Regions from separate parts of the Mus musculus genome. Here regions 2, 3, 4 and 5 are each linked to region 1. Evidence: chromatin contacts called from public promoter capture Hi-C data. All regions are on one chromosome and are shown on one strand. The core of a region is the stretch at or near the end of the contact, and the rest is flanking DNA. Distances in the headings are between cores, read along the strand shown.

Evidence for each region. Promoter capture Hi-C pulls out the DNA fragments that hold promoters and counts their contacts.
Region 2: a contact with region 1 is called in a promoter capture Hi-C map of hippocampal neurons, with 4 times the contacts expected there. The contact joins the promoter of Bend4 here to the promoter of Uchl1os in region 1. A contact is called at or near these places in 3 of 39 promoter capture datasets (hippocampal neurons, pre-B cells and stem cell-derived epiblast-like cells) and 2 of 484 Hi-C or Micro-C datasets (both in embryonic stem cells).
Region 3: a contact with region 1 is called in a promoter capture Hi-C map of embryonic stem cells, with 2.6 times the contacts expected there. The contact joins the enhancer-like site here to the promoter of Uchl1os in region 1. A contact is called at or near these places in 7 of 39 promoter capture datasets (the 3T3-L1 cell line, embryonic stem cells, hippocampal neurons and 2 more) and 1 of 115 datasets of contacts at active chromatin or transcription factors (embryonic stem cells).
Region 4: a contact with region 1 is called in a promoter capture Hi-C map of embryonic stem cells, with 2.6 times the contacts expected there. The contact joins the enhancer-like site here to the promoter of Uchl1os in region 1. A contact is called at or near these places in 3 of 39 promoter capture datasets (the 3T3-L1 cell line, embryonic stem cells and trophoblast stem cells), 1 of 484 Hi-C or Micro-C datasets (reprogramming fibroblasts), 1 of 115 datasets of contacts at active chromatin or transcription factors (pancreatic cancer cells) and 1 of 9 other capture datasets (embryonic stem cells).
Region 5: a contact with region 1 is called in a promoter capture Hi-C map of neural stem cells. The contact joins the promoter of Rbm47 here to the promoter of Uchl1os in region 1. A contact is called at or near these places in 2 of 39 promoter capture datasets (the 3T3-L1 cell line and neural stem cells) and 1 of 9 other capture datasets (embryonic stem cells).

What each region holds. Positions count from the first base shown.
Region 1 is chr5:66,675,070-66,677,806 of GRCm38.p6, reverse strand. It overlaps Uchl1os (ubiquitin carboxy-terminal hydrolase L1, opposite strand), which reads left to right and starts at 1,310. Exons shown (of 5, transcript NR_102714.1): 1 at 1,310-1,745. Uchl1 (ubiquitin carboxy-terminal hydrolase L1) reads right to left here and starts at 1,686. Exons shown (of 9, transcript NM_011670.2): 1 at 1,485-1,686; 2 at 1,360-1,371; 3 at 735-863. The coding sequence starts at 1,517.
Region 2 is chr5:67,426,440-67,429,176 of GRCm38.p6, reverse strand. Bend4 (BEN domain containing 4) reads left to right here and starts at 1,378. Exons shown (of 5, transcript NM_001164806.1): 1 at 1,378-2,111. The coding sequence starts at 1,598.
Region 3 is chr5:67,339,613-67,342,349 of GRCm38.p6, reverse strand. It overlaps Slc30a9 (solute carrier family 30 (zinc transporter), member 9), which reads right to left. Exons shown (of 18, transcript NM_178651.4): 10 at 2,344-2,399; 11 at 121-256. Among named protein-coding and RNA genes, the nearest start is that of Slc30a9, 34 kb to the right of the region's middle. Within about 2 kb of position 1,394, at least 10 of the 459 cell types and tissues checked have an H3K27ac peak or open chromatin away from gene starts, as enhancers often do. A contact at or near this core is called in embryonic stem cells, where this site is marked.
Region 4 is chr5:66,076,251-66,078,987 of GRCm38.p6, reverse strand. The region is part of intron 3 of Rbm47 (RNA binding motif protein 47); the gene reads left to right. Among named protein-coding and RNA genes, the nearest start is that of Gm40310, 67 kb to the right of the region's middle. Within about 2 kb of position 1,322, at least 85 of the 459 cell types and tissues checked have an H3K27ac peak or open chromatin away from gene starts, as enhancers often do. A contact at or near this core is called in embryonic stem cells and pancreatic cancer cells, where this site is marked.
Region 5 is chr5:66,150,600-66,153,336 of GRCm38.p6, reverse strand. It overlaps Rbm47 (RNA binding motif protein 47), which reads left to right and starts at 1,383. Exons shown (of 8, transcript NM_001127382.2): 1 at 1,383-1,482; 2 at 1,636-1,798. It overlaps Gm26725 (a long non-coding RNA gene), which reads right to left and starts at 2,333. Exons shown (of 5, transcript XR_001785070.2): 1 at 1,864-2,333; 2 at 319-365.

The DNA of each region.
Region 1 (2,737 bases), core at 61-2,560:
GGGGCTCCACACACGGCGAGACAACGCATAACCCCCAGTTTTGTCTTTCTCTATGGCTCAGCCTGAATCATTTGCATCCCTGCCCAGTGGAAGATGGAAGACTGTTTCAGAAAATGAAGAAGTGTCTCTATGACTGTGTCACAGGAGCCCTACTTCATCCAGCCACAAGGTCAGAGAGGTGGAGACCGCGGCTCTGTGCACCAGTGATTCAGCTTTCTAAAAGGAACGTTCAACAGTGTGCCTGCTGGGAGGGGTGGGGGAGGGGAATGGAGAATCCACCAGAGAGGCAGATGGAGGTGGCAAATGAAGAGACAGCTCTTTTGACTTAAGCAAGCCAGGCCCTCATCAGTTTACAGTCAGGTGAGAGAGCAACAGAACCAAACCAGGGACCTGACCCACTCACGGCCCTTAAAAGGAAAAAAAAAAAAAAACAAACCGGCCATCCGCAAGTGGGAGCAAGGCTCATAAGTAAACAAACAAACAAAATAAACAAGTTGGAGATCTTTCTTTGGATAACTGAAAAAAAGACTTAGACGCAATGGGCTCCTTCTCTTCCAAATTGAGGCAATAATGGACATCACAATAGAGCCCCGATGAAAATGCAAGCACCTCCCACCCTAAGAAGTGGGATCCTTATCAGGGACCCTACAGGAAAAGGGGACAGCGTGAGGTAGGAACTCATTCCACAACACTGCGTATCCACTGAGACCCGCCCATCACAGACCTCTCCCTACCTGGGCCGTGAGGGGAAACAGGAGCAGCAGGGCGCAGGCAGGGGATGGCACTGAGCCCAGAGTCTCCTCCTCCAGCCCTAGCACGTCGGCGAAGCGCCACTGGCCGGCGACCCCCAGCTTGGCCAACACCTGCAAGAAAAAGACAGGGCAGCCAGACCGAAAAAGCCAGACAAATAATGGGCACCTGCTAGGGGGCGGGGCCAGCACGAGCATCCCTCGTGCGGCCCTCCCACTCCCCAACCCCCCACCAAACACACACACACGGGTCCCCACCCGAGTCTGGGAGGAGCCTCCGCGCCGTCCCACCCTGCGTGCCGCGCAGTGACACAGCACAAAGCTCAGCCCACACGTGGCTCGCGCGAAGCCCTCGGACTAGAGTCCGCGGGCCGTCGCCACGCCCTCGAGAGCTGCTCCCCGCGCTCGTTGCTGTCCGGGTCCATCCTCCGCCACCTCCCCGTGATCGATCTCTCAGTCACTCCCAAACCCCTAGATAACTCAGGGCAGAGACGACACCCAGCTGGGCGCCCCAGCCCAGCCACCTCCATTGCACAGGGCGCGGCCGGCTGGGCGTCTCCAACGATGCTCTTGGAGGATAGGGACAGAGACTGCGCGCCGCGCCACTCACTTTGTTCAGCATCTGAAAGCCAAAAGCAAAGAGGAAAATGATAATAAAACTAAATGATTCAGCTACCGAGCTGTAGCTAAGGGTCAGCCTTATTTCTCCCGAAGCGACCCAGCAGCTATGCTTACCTCGGGGTTAATCTCCATCGGCTTCAGCTGCATCTTCGCGGATGGCACCTGCAGACACAAACCCGAGGAGCCGAAAAAACAGCCGGTGGAGCCGCCCAGGCTGCTGTTATAAAGCGCCGGCCTCGCTCACTGGGAAAGCCTGAGCAGGGGAGACGGGAGCAGAAACAAGCAGAGGAGGAAGGCCAAGAGGGCTCGAACTCCCCCATGCACCGCACAGAATGGTACAAGCCAAGCCCCCAAACCTTGCAGTCTCACTCGCCGGTGAGCTAATCTGGTGGTTGTGGAGATGGGTTTTGTTGGTGGGTGTTCCTTGAGCGCATGAAGCAGCCTATTTGAGGGAGCTTTCAATTTGGAGCGAAATTTCTGGAAACCCTCCTCTGTCGTCTCAATCACTCCAAAGCTCGAGGGTCTCTGAAACATTGAGAGAGAGAGAAAAAAAAGCACAAAATCAACAGGTATATGTAGTGTTTAATATGAATATAAATATTTGTCGGTCTTCCTCCCTCCCCCCCCCCGCCCATCTCGGAACAGTTTGTACTTAACCTTAGACAATCTGTCCTCCATGTTAAATTCAACCTGTGTCCAGGCTCGGTTTTTAATGGACTGCCTAGAATAAAACATCTGATACGGAGTGCATTAGTGAAGCTGATGTAATGTGACTCCAGGGGAAGAACCGGTGGGTCGCTGGGAAGCAGTACATGCGAGACACATAGAATACGGGCGCCGGAGGACTTTAGAAACAGACCAAAGAAAAGATAGATGATTTGAGACTAGAGGCTTAAAGGAAAAAGCATTTAAAAAAAAAATAGGGGAAACCTTTTTTCAAAGAACAGGGGTTTGGGATAATAAGATTTTGGTCCACAATACTTTGGGCGCAGAAGAAAGGGAATAGCAACGGAGGAGAGCCCGCGGTTCTCCAGGGATGGGGGCGGGGGTGTTCTTTCTAACAGGCACATTTCAAAGGATGGAAGGCAAACGCTTGTGCTGAAGGCGGAGTAGAAGGAGGGGCCAGATCTGTATCAATTGTCAGGGATGCTAAATCACAGAATGAGGTAGCTAAGGATGCAGGCAGGTTGGGTATTTTAAAAAATATGCTCAGAACAAATGGTGAAAAACAGACATGCTTTTTGCTAGCCCGAGGTAAGCAAGGCATAGGATGGAGGGAACCAACCTTGTTTTAACAGCACTGCCTCTCCAGCTGGATCCTTTACCAGGCCATCTTATTTCACCCTGAGAGGGTCCAATATTGTATT
Region 2 (2,737 bases), core at 129-2,628, 750 kb before region 1:
ATTTCATCTCTAATAAATGGGGGAGGGGCACAGCACTATCAGAGGAGCTTGCTGAGGAGAGGAAGACAGTCCAGAGTGGGTGAGCAGAGACTCTGGAAACAGCAAGGGAGAGGAACTCTTCCAATGGGAGAGATCTGGAAAATGAGAGGCCAAAGTCCTGGCCCCCAGGAGAAAATGGGTCACTTTCCCAAGACTGAAGGATAGCTCTGAATAAAAAAGCAACTCCAGATTGGAGAGATGAGCTTCATTCATCAAGGACCTGGATAATGATGAACGAGGTTGAAACCCAAGCTTGGGAAGAGGGGATGCAGGGATTGGGGTAGGCCTAACTAGAGGATGCTCCCTTTGAGACAGGAAGGAGTGACTGGCAGAGGCCGGAACCCTTCCTTGTGTTTGAAGAACCTTACGGGGCAGCTTCGGCAAATTACTGAGATCTTCATCACTGAATCCTTAGCCCGGTGGTGCCGGGTAGTATGAGCAACGCAAGGAAAGGGTGATCCCAGGCCACTTTGGTCTTGCAACGTATATGCATAGATAATATAATAATGTTCAAAGCAGTCACCATCCCAAAGGGAACCGTGGGATCATTTTGTTCCCTTGAATTGCACTGTCTACCAGCTATTTTACATTCTGAAGACCTATATGTAACCGTGCAATTCACTCACAAACTCCTCTGCGTGAATTTGCATATTTCCCTTTAGTCTTTCAGAGCCTCAGTTTTCAAATCTGGTCTTTCAGAGCCTCAGTTTTCAAATCTGTAGAATGGAAAGAAATGATGGCGCCTCTGTGCTCTCTCGCCCAGCTCCCTATGGAGAACAAGCGAAACAGTATGGAAGCACTAGGCCCTGAGTGCTTTCTGGTTCGGCCGCCAGACCTGGGACAGCAAGACCCTAAGGCAGGACAAACCTCCCAGCGGCCTGTGCCAAGTCCTTCGAGATGTTCTTTTTCGGGAGGGGGGCGGGGGGAGGGAGGTGTAGCTTCCTTCTAGAAGAACTTGCTGTCCCACCCTTGCACTCTGGCGACCCCGCCCTAACTTCTAGGTACCACCCCCTTCGTGCACTCCGAGAGTTGGGAGGTCACGCAGGAGGGCGCCGGGAACTCCTTTCCAAAGCTCGGACCCTGCGGACAACCGCTGCCGCCTCACGTCCACAGCCGAGAGAGCCGGGACGCCACCTCTTCCACCTGTCCCCACCGGGACGCCCTCCAGGTTCCGTTCCCCCACCGGGTCCCCTCGGGCCACGGGCTCCCCCTCCCCACCTCCCCCCACGACCCTGTCCGAAGCGCCGATCGCGCGGGCCGCCCGGGCCCAGGCCCCGCCCCGCCCCCATCATCATTAGCAGATATTACCCTAAACACTTGCTCCTTACCTCCTTTCTCCCTCCAGGCATTGGCGAGGCGGGCTGTCAATCAGCGCTGGGCGGCAGCCCCCCGCGCGGGGGCTCGGAGATGCCAGGCTCGGCGACAGGCAGCGGCGGCGGCGGCGGCCACGGCGCAGACACACGCCTTCCCGCCGGCGCGCGCCGGGGTAGAGCAGGCGGCCGGGCGGCCGAGCCACCTCCGGAGCCGCGCGCGGGGCGGGCAGGGCCTCAGACTCGGCATGGAGCCCGAGATGCAGGCGGCGGAGGAGGGGCCCAGCGCGCCCCGCATCTACAAGCAGCGCGGCCCCTACAGCGTCCTCAAGACGTTCCCCAGCCGGCGGCCGGCGCTGGCCAAGCGCTACGACAGACCCTCTCTGCTCGAGCTGTCGCCCGCGCGGCCGTCCCCGCTGCCGCCGCCGCCGCCGCCGCCGCCCTTCGCCTCGCTCGCCGCCGTGCCCATCAGCAGCAGCGAGCCGCCGCCGTTCCCGACGCAGCCGTCCTACCCGGCCGGGTCAGGCCGGGCCCCCGCCGCCGCCGCCGCCTCGTCGTCGTCGCCGTCCTGCACACCCGCCGCGCCCCCGGGCCATCCCAGGACTCCGGCGCCACCGCCGCCGCCGCCTCCGCCGCTCGCGGCCCCCGCCGCCTCGTCGTCGTCGTCCTTCGCCGCCGTCGTCAGGTACGGCCCTGGCCCGGCGACCGGCGCTTGCAGCAGCGGCGCGGGTAGCGACGGCGCCAGCCTGGAGCTCAGTGCAGGTACAGACTCCCGGGCCGCAACTTTGCGGAGCTCCGAAGGTGGCGTGGAGGGGGGGAGGGCGTGGGAATCGGGGGGTCCGGAGAGGCTGTGCGCGCTGTCCCCGTGGTCCCCGTGGGCCTCGGGAGCGTGCTACGCTCGGGCAGTAGTAACTTCTGGAAGATTCCGGGGCGCCGCGGTGACCCGAGCTTCCGACGGCGCGCGCGCCTTAACAGGTGGCTGTGGGGTGCGGGCTCCTGGCGAGCACCCGGGAGGGCAGCGGGAGAGCCTGTGAAGAGAGCAGGCCCTGGGCGGGGAGCTGGGGAGGGGACAGGCCCCGGGACAGCGGGCTGAGGCCACTCCGAGGAGACGCCCATTTTATTCCCGGCCACTTCACTTTTTCCCCCACGCCACACTTCCCTTTCCCGCCTGCCCGCCCGCCCGAGGTCTACTTGTCCTTCTCGGAGGTTCTTTGCCTGGGGGAGTGGGGGGAGCTGACCTTTGAAGATCCCGGCCCCAGTAGGGCAGACCTGGACCACTTGGGCTCCTCCTGGGGTCTCTGGGTTTCTTGTTCTCTGTGCGCTCCGGTGTCCATGGCGCACAGTCCCCCTAGCTTTATCCGCGGTTCTGCTGCTCTGGGTTGTGGGGT
Region 3 (2,737 bases), core at 145-2,644, 660 kb before region 1:
CCACAACTAACTTGTGTGGCACAGCCAAGAGGCAAATTATTTCTGTCCTCTAATACAATATGGAAAGGTTTCCACTAAGTCACAGTACTCCAAAGTGAGAGTGGGGGAAAGGAGGATCACCCATAGCAGGGATTCCATTGGTTGAGGATGAAGTAATCCCATGATTCCATGATACCAAGAGAGTCCTGCGCCCATCATGAAAATACCAACACCACTAATCAATGAAGAAATATAGCGCATATTTGAAAAGCCGTACCTGAAAGATAAAAAGATCATATAGTTTACAAAAATGAACACTAACTTTCAAAATGTTTAATAAGTCAATGAAAACAAACAAAATCATTCTTGGACTATTAAATTGGCATAATTTTTTATATTAAATACTATAAGCACAAAGTTCAAATTTCAATAAAAACAGTATACAAAATGGAAAAAATTGCAAGATCTTTGAAAATATTACCCATAATTTTATTGCTTAATTCTCAACAGTTTAACATGAAACTTACTGCTGGCTCTGAAGAGTTTAGCACACAAGTAAACCAATATATTCAGTTTTCTGCATGTTTTCATGGATAATTTTGAAAACATCAATTATTTTTCTAATTATCTTTGGTCAAAATGAACCATTACTTTGTATCATTTTAAGTACCAAAACAGCACTCTCAGGACACTTGAAAATTATGACATACTATGAGAAATAGAAACGTTTTCTGAGAAATGTACTCTTAAACACAAACATGACTGCATTCTCTGGTAGATACACATTCAAACAGCAATTCTAAATTTGGAATTATTACTGAAATTCTCTTCAGGCAAAAATATAATCTAGCTATAGAGAATTCCAGTTTATTGATGCAACAATATTTTACAAATTTGACTTAGAAAAAAAATTGTTTTAAAAGTTTTTTTCCAAAGTAACAGCAACTATATGCCAATTTGAATTATATGTATTTTCAAGGCACTGTGGATTCTGTTTTGTTTTTGTTTTTGTTTTCAGGGTTGTTACTGATGCTATATTAAGTGCCATGTGGCTACCATATCTAAATTTCCTTAAACTACTGTCCAAAATTTAGTCACTGTACTAGGTAGTGCTAAAATGGGCTATTGAAAATACTTAAGAAGCAATCTTTGGAACATAAACCTTTAAATTTTTACCCTCTTATTTAAATTTTTGGTATGGAAAATATTTTTTTCAAGAGATAGTAAAATATAGTAGATGTGCAATTGTTGAGCCCCATTTTGGCCCTGGTTTGGGCCTTGAGAATAAACCCGAGCCTGGCTCTAGTTTTGAGACCTGTCTCAGTCACTTCCGCATCGGGATGATTCAGCAAGACCTGTTTGGCCCTGCCTCTAGCCCACCGTTGCTGAGGTAGAACTTTGCCATTGGCCCTGTCAGTCACGCCATACCCTCTGTCACCCTTCCCCACCTCCTCTGTCATCTAACCCACCAAAAATCCCACTCCCTATGTTCCTTATATAAGTGAGAGGCTGATGCCATAAAGTTGAGTTCCTGCTTCGACAGACTCCAGGCCCTGGTGTGTTTCTTTTGGGCTGTGGACACTCGCCATCCTGCTCAGCCCCAGAGAGACCCGGACCTCTCTCCTCTCACCTGGACCTGCCAGCAAGAAGCCGGCATACAATTTGTTAACATTTGTTCTCTATGCTAGATAACTTATAATTTTTAAATTATTATTATTATTAAAATAGCAGTTATTATTATTATTATTAAAATAGCAGTACCCTGGTTTCAATTAAGAAAAAGTGTTTATAAAGTACTAAAATAGACATCTTCACAGAGATAAAGGCACATCTTTGCCTTAACTTGATCAATCTGTATTAATGAAGCTAGTGAAAATAACAATGGATATGGAGCTAGAGGCTACAAAAATAAATATCTACATCAGGACACTGACATACTCAAAGCAATATCTTCTAAAACAAAAACCTTACTTTATAAATACCTAATTTTGAAATGTTATCAAAAGATTTCTCAATGATAAGAAAAGCATTAAAGAAAGAGTAAGTATGAAATATGCATTTTAAAAGGGTTAACATCAAAATTTTAGATTAGGTGGCCAACTAAGTTTGGGATGAAATATATTCCTTGAAAAAAAAAAAACAGAACTCTAAGATAAGTGTTTTGTTATTACCAAATACAGAGAAGAGCTCTAGGCTGCTCTATAAAGCATAAAAATACTTCAATTCCATTTTCAAATTATGCCTTGAATTTACTTTGACCGTGGCACTTTACATGCTACAAAGGAAATGACCAAATACCGAACAACTTGATGTTATATAAATCTCAAATCTCTGCAATCCCTTGGCTTTATCTCATTGACTTACGGGTGAGAAGGATCTGGTGTTTGAACAGATTTGCTGATGCCCAGTGCTAGCAAGCCCTATGGAGAAGAGCGAACAGTAAGAGCTCATTACTAAGATGGAGAATACAGTGAGTACGCCACTTTGGAAGATGGAGAGAACAGCAACAAAGAAATCATAAATGCACATAAATGGCCAAGACATCCTAGTTTCAGGACTTAGAAAAATAAAGATAAACCCAAGGGGACTCAAAACTACATTGTTTATAAGGATAAAAAACTTGAAAAATAGCTGGGCATGGAGGCACACACTTAAATTCCTAGCACTTGAAGAGGTGTAAGGTAGGAGAATCAAGTCTGAGTGCATCTTGGGCTGCATAAAGAAACCCATCTCAAAAAAAATGAAGCCATACCAAAAC
Region 4 (2,737 bases), core at 73-2,572, 600 kb after region 1:
CTTTCTTTTATAAGTGTTATCTCGCTGTATATATCTATGGCTCGCTTGGAGTTTACTGTATAGATTAGACTGGCCCCGAACTCACGGAGACCCACCTGCCTCTGCCTCTGAAATGATGGGATTAAAGGTGTGTGATACCACACCCATCAGTTTGTTTGTTTTGAACGAGCTCCAGTTGGCCTAGAAATGGCTGGGCAGCCTAGGCTCACTTCCAACTCCATTGACCCTCCCTCCTAAGCTTCCCAAGTACTGGGATTGTAGGAATGAGTAACCAACCACCTTTTGATTGTATTTAGTCCCACCCCATGAGATGGAACCCACACCACACACTGGAAAAGTAGTTAAGAACCTGAGACTAGATAGGTCAAGGTCACTAGGGGGAAGCCTACAGTTATTCTGCTAAGGGAACATAGCACCCAGTGGTGTGTTGCTATATCTGTAGATCAGAACATCATTAAACCCTCACCACTTAATATTGTCTGTTATCGTTCACTAACATTTCTGGGTTGTCAGACCTATCCATCCCTCCACTTATCCATCCATCTATCTATCCATCTGTCCATCCACCCATCCTTTAACTGTTTATTAAAAGCTCATTCTGGGATGTGTTCTCATCTCTCAGTTCTTTTTATGGCATTGTTTTGAGGGAGGGTCTCACTGTGTGCACAGGCTGGCTTTGAACCTGTGGCAGTCTTCCTCAGTCCCCAATTCAGGGACTCCAGGTGTTTGCCCTTTGCCTGGTTCCATTTTTCAGTTCTTCAACATTACTTCTTGTGCTTCCTCCTCCCAGTCCTGCGTTAACAATTATCTGTCATCATAGTCCAGCTTTGGCTGGCATGGATCTTAATAAATACGGAGTCTTGCAGTCTATACACTTCTGGTGTTACTCTCTTGGCGCTTATATCTGTGATATTTGCCCAGGCTCTAATTTATTAGCTCCTTTGCTGCCTAGTTTTGCTTTGTAGGAATAGACCACATTTTAAAAAAAAAAATTATTTCAGGAGTTAAAACTATGAGCGTGAGCTTAAAAAAAGTCATGCCTCCGTGTGTCAGCTCTTCACAAAGTTGGGTGACCTCACAAAGGGTGGGATAGAAATGTTATCACCTGAGAGGGCAGAGGGAGGACCACTTTGAGGGAGTGTGTTTGCTAAGCACTCTGCGTGAGCCATTTATTTAACGGAAGCAGTTGTCTCAGGAGCAACTGCAGCTGTCTTGTATGAGGAGCCCGGCCCGAGAAGCTTTGCCAGGTTACAGTGGAGCCTGACTCAAGGTGAAAAGCATTTACCACACTAGGGAGCAATCTTGTTCTAGAGAAGGCTGTTGGGGCTCTGCCACCGCGATTTCCTAAGAGTCTCTCCCTCACTCGTTTCAGTGCTAACAGTTGAATCAGGGCTTCCTTCGTGCTTGGCAAGGGACGGCTTCTGAGCTGTACACCCCAGCCCCAGTCAGCCTTACAGAGTACCGGGAAGAGGCGATCCTCTGTTAGAAAGCCAGCCATTGGCTTGAGCTTTCTCTCTTTTGTAATTCATCTGTTTTGAAGATAAGACTTTCTGGGCTCTAACTTGTTTGTTTTACTTATGATTTTTTTCTTTGAGATTTTTTTTTTTTACTGTATTCATTTATTTCGGGGGGGGGGGGGGGGCAGACACATGCCCCAGCACCTGTGTGTGTAAAGCTCAGAGGGCAATTTGAATAGGTTCACTTCTTCCTCCACAGGGGTCCAAGGACTTGATCTCAGGGTTGACTGAGTCATGTCACCAGCCCTTGCTCGAAACTGATTCTTCCTCACTAACTACAGAGATTCTCAGCCCCGTATTCAGCAGCCTTCAAGTTTTTTCCTAAGTTCAAGCTTTGCTATGCTTGGATAAAGAATAACTGTCATCGTAAGAGAGCTAAGTGAATTAAGGCTGAGTTACTGATTTCCTGGGAGTCAAAGGTCCCTGTTTTAAATAGAACCAGAGGAAGTCCTTACAACGGGGCTCAGGCTCAAGGGGACACCTTGGGAAGAGGAGTTCAGGGAAAGGAACGTTCTGGGGAAAAAAGCTGCACGTCTTGTCCAGAAGGTCCCTTCTCGGAATAATAAAAGACAGCGTGTGTCTTCACAGTACTTCCTCCTAGCTGTGAATGAGAGGGACTCTGTTCTAAACTTGGCCTTGGTGTGTGACGGAGCTGTGTGTGTGAGATCTTGTCAGTGAGGCCCGATGGCTGCATGGTCCACTCTCTCCCCAGGGGCATCCGTGAAACTACCCTGAGAGTGTCTCAACTGAATATCTCACATCGCTTCTAGAAAGAGCAAGGGTTCCTGCTTTCTGTGCAGTCAGAGTTCGTTTTCCTCACTACTGGTAGAGAGCCTTTCATAGGACACTACTTTAAAAAAAAAAATCACCAGCTGGCCTTGAATATCTTTAACTTTATGGACAACCACAGCGGCAACATCTTGTAATTGTACAGTTAAAAAGAAAAGAAAAAAGAAAAGAACCCACCCCCACCCCCCCACTTTCTTGGCCTGGAGAGATTGGTCAGTGGTTCTTTTCCCGAGTTTAGTTGGTACCCTTTCATGGGTGCTCACCACAACCTGTAGTGCCAGCTCCAGGGCATCCTCTTCTGGCCTCCGTAGGCACCTTGACACTGGTGCAACCCCCACACCCCCAACACACCTGTAAACACAATTTATAATTCAACACATCTTTTAAAAAACTCCTTTCTCAAATAAACTCCATGTCTACCATTAGCTTTA
Region 5 (2,737 bases), core at 134-2,633, 520 kb after region 1:
TTTTTACAGCTGCGGAGTCTTGGTGGCTAACTAACTGTATCAACCCCTAGAACAGTTCGGAACTGGGAGTTTTCTACAGTCTGCGATTCTCAGTACATGTGTGCACCTATCGACAAAGTCTTGATTCTGAATTCAGAACATGGTTAAACTGGCCTGGCTTGACTTTTGCTGCCTAAAAGATAAAAGATCGAAGATCAAAAGGATGGAGAACTTCAGAATTCCTGGCTGGCTTCAGGAATTACTTTTACTAATGGTGGTAAGATCTGACTTTTCGATTAGACTGGAAAGGTCGGCACTCGGGAAAGTTGGCCTGCTTACCTAACCTCTGTACGGACAGTGTCTTCACCTCCAGACCTGAGGCAGACCTGAGGATCAGATTAAGGAAATGGGTGAAAGGGTTCCTGAGTAAGAAAGACCTCAATATAAAGAGATTAGGATTTCTTCATTTATATGTCAAGTTAAAAGGAACATAAATACCCCCTCTACCCTCCACTATTACTATGGATGATATCTATGAGTTTTCAAAGCCTCCACCACACCCCACACGCCCCACATTCACAGATCTTCAAACTGCATGGTTCACTGTTATCTAGCACTGACTTTTTGTTTTTGTTTTGTTTTGTTTTGTTTTTGTTTTTGTTTTTTTTTTTTTTTTGAGACAGGGTTTCTCTGTGTAGCCCTGGCTGTCCCGGAACTCACTCTGTAGACCAGGCTGGCCTCGAAATCAGAAATCTGCCTGCCTCTGCCTCCCAAGTGCTGGGATTGGGATTAAAGGCGTGCTCACCACCGCCCCGCTAGCACTGACTTTTAACCTATGGAGTAACTTGCAGGGTGGCAGGTCAGGTCTAGTGCCTAAATCTGAGTCAGAATTACGCGCGTGACACAGACGTTGGATTTGCACTTCATGGAAGGCAGGGCCAACTTCTCTCCACTTCCCTTGAAACTTGTACACGAGTCGAAAATCAGTTGCACACCCCTTCACAAAGACTTCGTCTTTCCTTCTCCTTGAAACTGTCCACAGTGAAAGCAAAACTCCCATCCTTAGAATCTTCCAGAAACTCAGAGCTGGAGGGTAATTAACTTGCTCACAGATAGTGAGGGCAGAGTTGGGTCTGGAGCCTCCTTCTAACATCCATTGCACGTTTTTCTACGGGGGGGGGGCGGATTATACATAATAATAGTATCACTAACAACAGTGGCTAACGCTATATGCCGATATTCTATCAGCTTCCATTTAACTAGATGGGGGGGGTAGTTTTGGGTCCTTCTTTTAATTAAAGTAGCCTACTGTGAAACAGTATTTTTTTTTTCAGTTGCATGACATTGCAACCCGAAATCACAACTTTAGGTTCCTTGTGGTGCCCGCTTCCTCTTCTAGTTTGTTTAGTCACAGAATTCGATTCCTGTTGGCTGTTTCCGCGCTGCAAACAGGCTTAGCGCTCCATTGAAATGCGGGAGGCTCCTTAATTCTTGTATAAACAGGTAACCCGAGGGGTGGGGCGGGGGCCGCGGCCCTAGGGTGGGTTTCCTGGGAGTGGGGATGGGGGTCAGACTTAGTTCCCCTGTGATCAGAGGCAAGGTTAAAGGAGGGCTTGGCTGAGGTTTCTCCTTGCACTGTTTTTGTTCCCTTTCTAGAAACCAGCTGTAACACTAGGTCAGAGCGCATTCAGAATGAGCCACTTTGAACGAGCAGCGGCGCCCAGGCCCCAGGCCCTGCTGTGAAGGCTCCGGCAAAGGTCAGAGCTCCGGCCCCCCGTGACGTGCCTGCCTGTGCTCTCCGAGCTATGCTCAGCCTCAGGTAAGAACAGCCCAGGAGGTCCTGGCTTCCTGCAGGCCCGCGGCGGGGCTCGTCTGCCGCCCTACCTGCTCCAGCGCCTTCCTGCCCCGCAAGGCCGGGGGCGGTGGCACTGCTCACCCCGGGAGTCAGGCGCAGGGTCCTTAGTCCTTGGTGCAGGCTCAGGGTGGCTTACTCTAAACAGCCATAGGCGGCCGGAAGCCACTCTTCTAGATGTCCCCAGGTGGGGCAGGTGCCACTTCTGGGGTCCCTTCTGAATGTCTGAAATGGATGTGACTTTTTGAGCGGCCAAAGTTCGTAAATCCTCCGCATCGGGGCCAGTCCGATATGATTTTTTTTTTTTTTTAAACCTTCAGCTAAGGTATCCGCGCTTCTAAAACAACAGGAATGTTGCACTGGCCTTCGGCCAGCGGAGGCTCAGCGAGCAGGATAAAATTTCAGTGCAGATTTACGGGAAGTTGCCGGTGTTGGGAGTAAAAATCTGGTTTGGTGAGTTTAAGGGAAGGGAGTATACGAGACAACCTTGCTACTGTGAGGCGAATGGCCTCGTCTGGGGGAGGGCAGGAGGCGGAGGGAGGGAACCGGGAAGAGCAGGGATTGCAGAGGCACCGATTGCAGCCGGACTCCGCCGCGCTCCGCGGGATCCGACCCTGTGCCGCTCCGCCCGGGCCACAGCCGCACCGCAGCCGGCTCGTACGACCCAGCCCAGCCGGCCGCCGAGCGCCCGGACCCGGAGAAGCCAGGCTCTGGGCCGGGAAGACGTTTCTTACCGCAGGTCACTCAGGCTAAGAAATTGTGACAAACTGGAATTCCCAGAACCCGGGAAGAGTTAAAGCCTAGAGCGATCTGATCTGTTGCTTTAAGCCGCACGGTGGGAAGTAGTTTGGAGACTCTTTAATTTAGTTTTCTATTTAAAAGTGTGCGGCCAGCGAAGATGTTGTA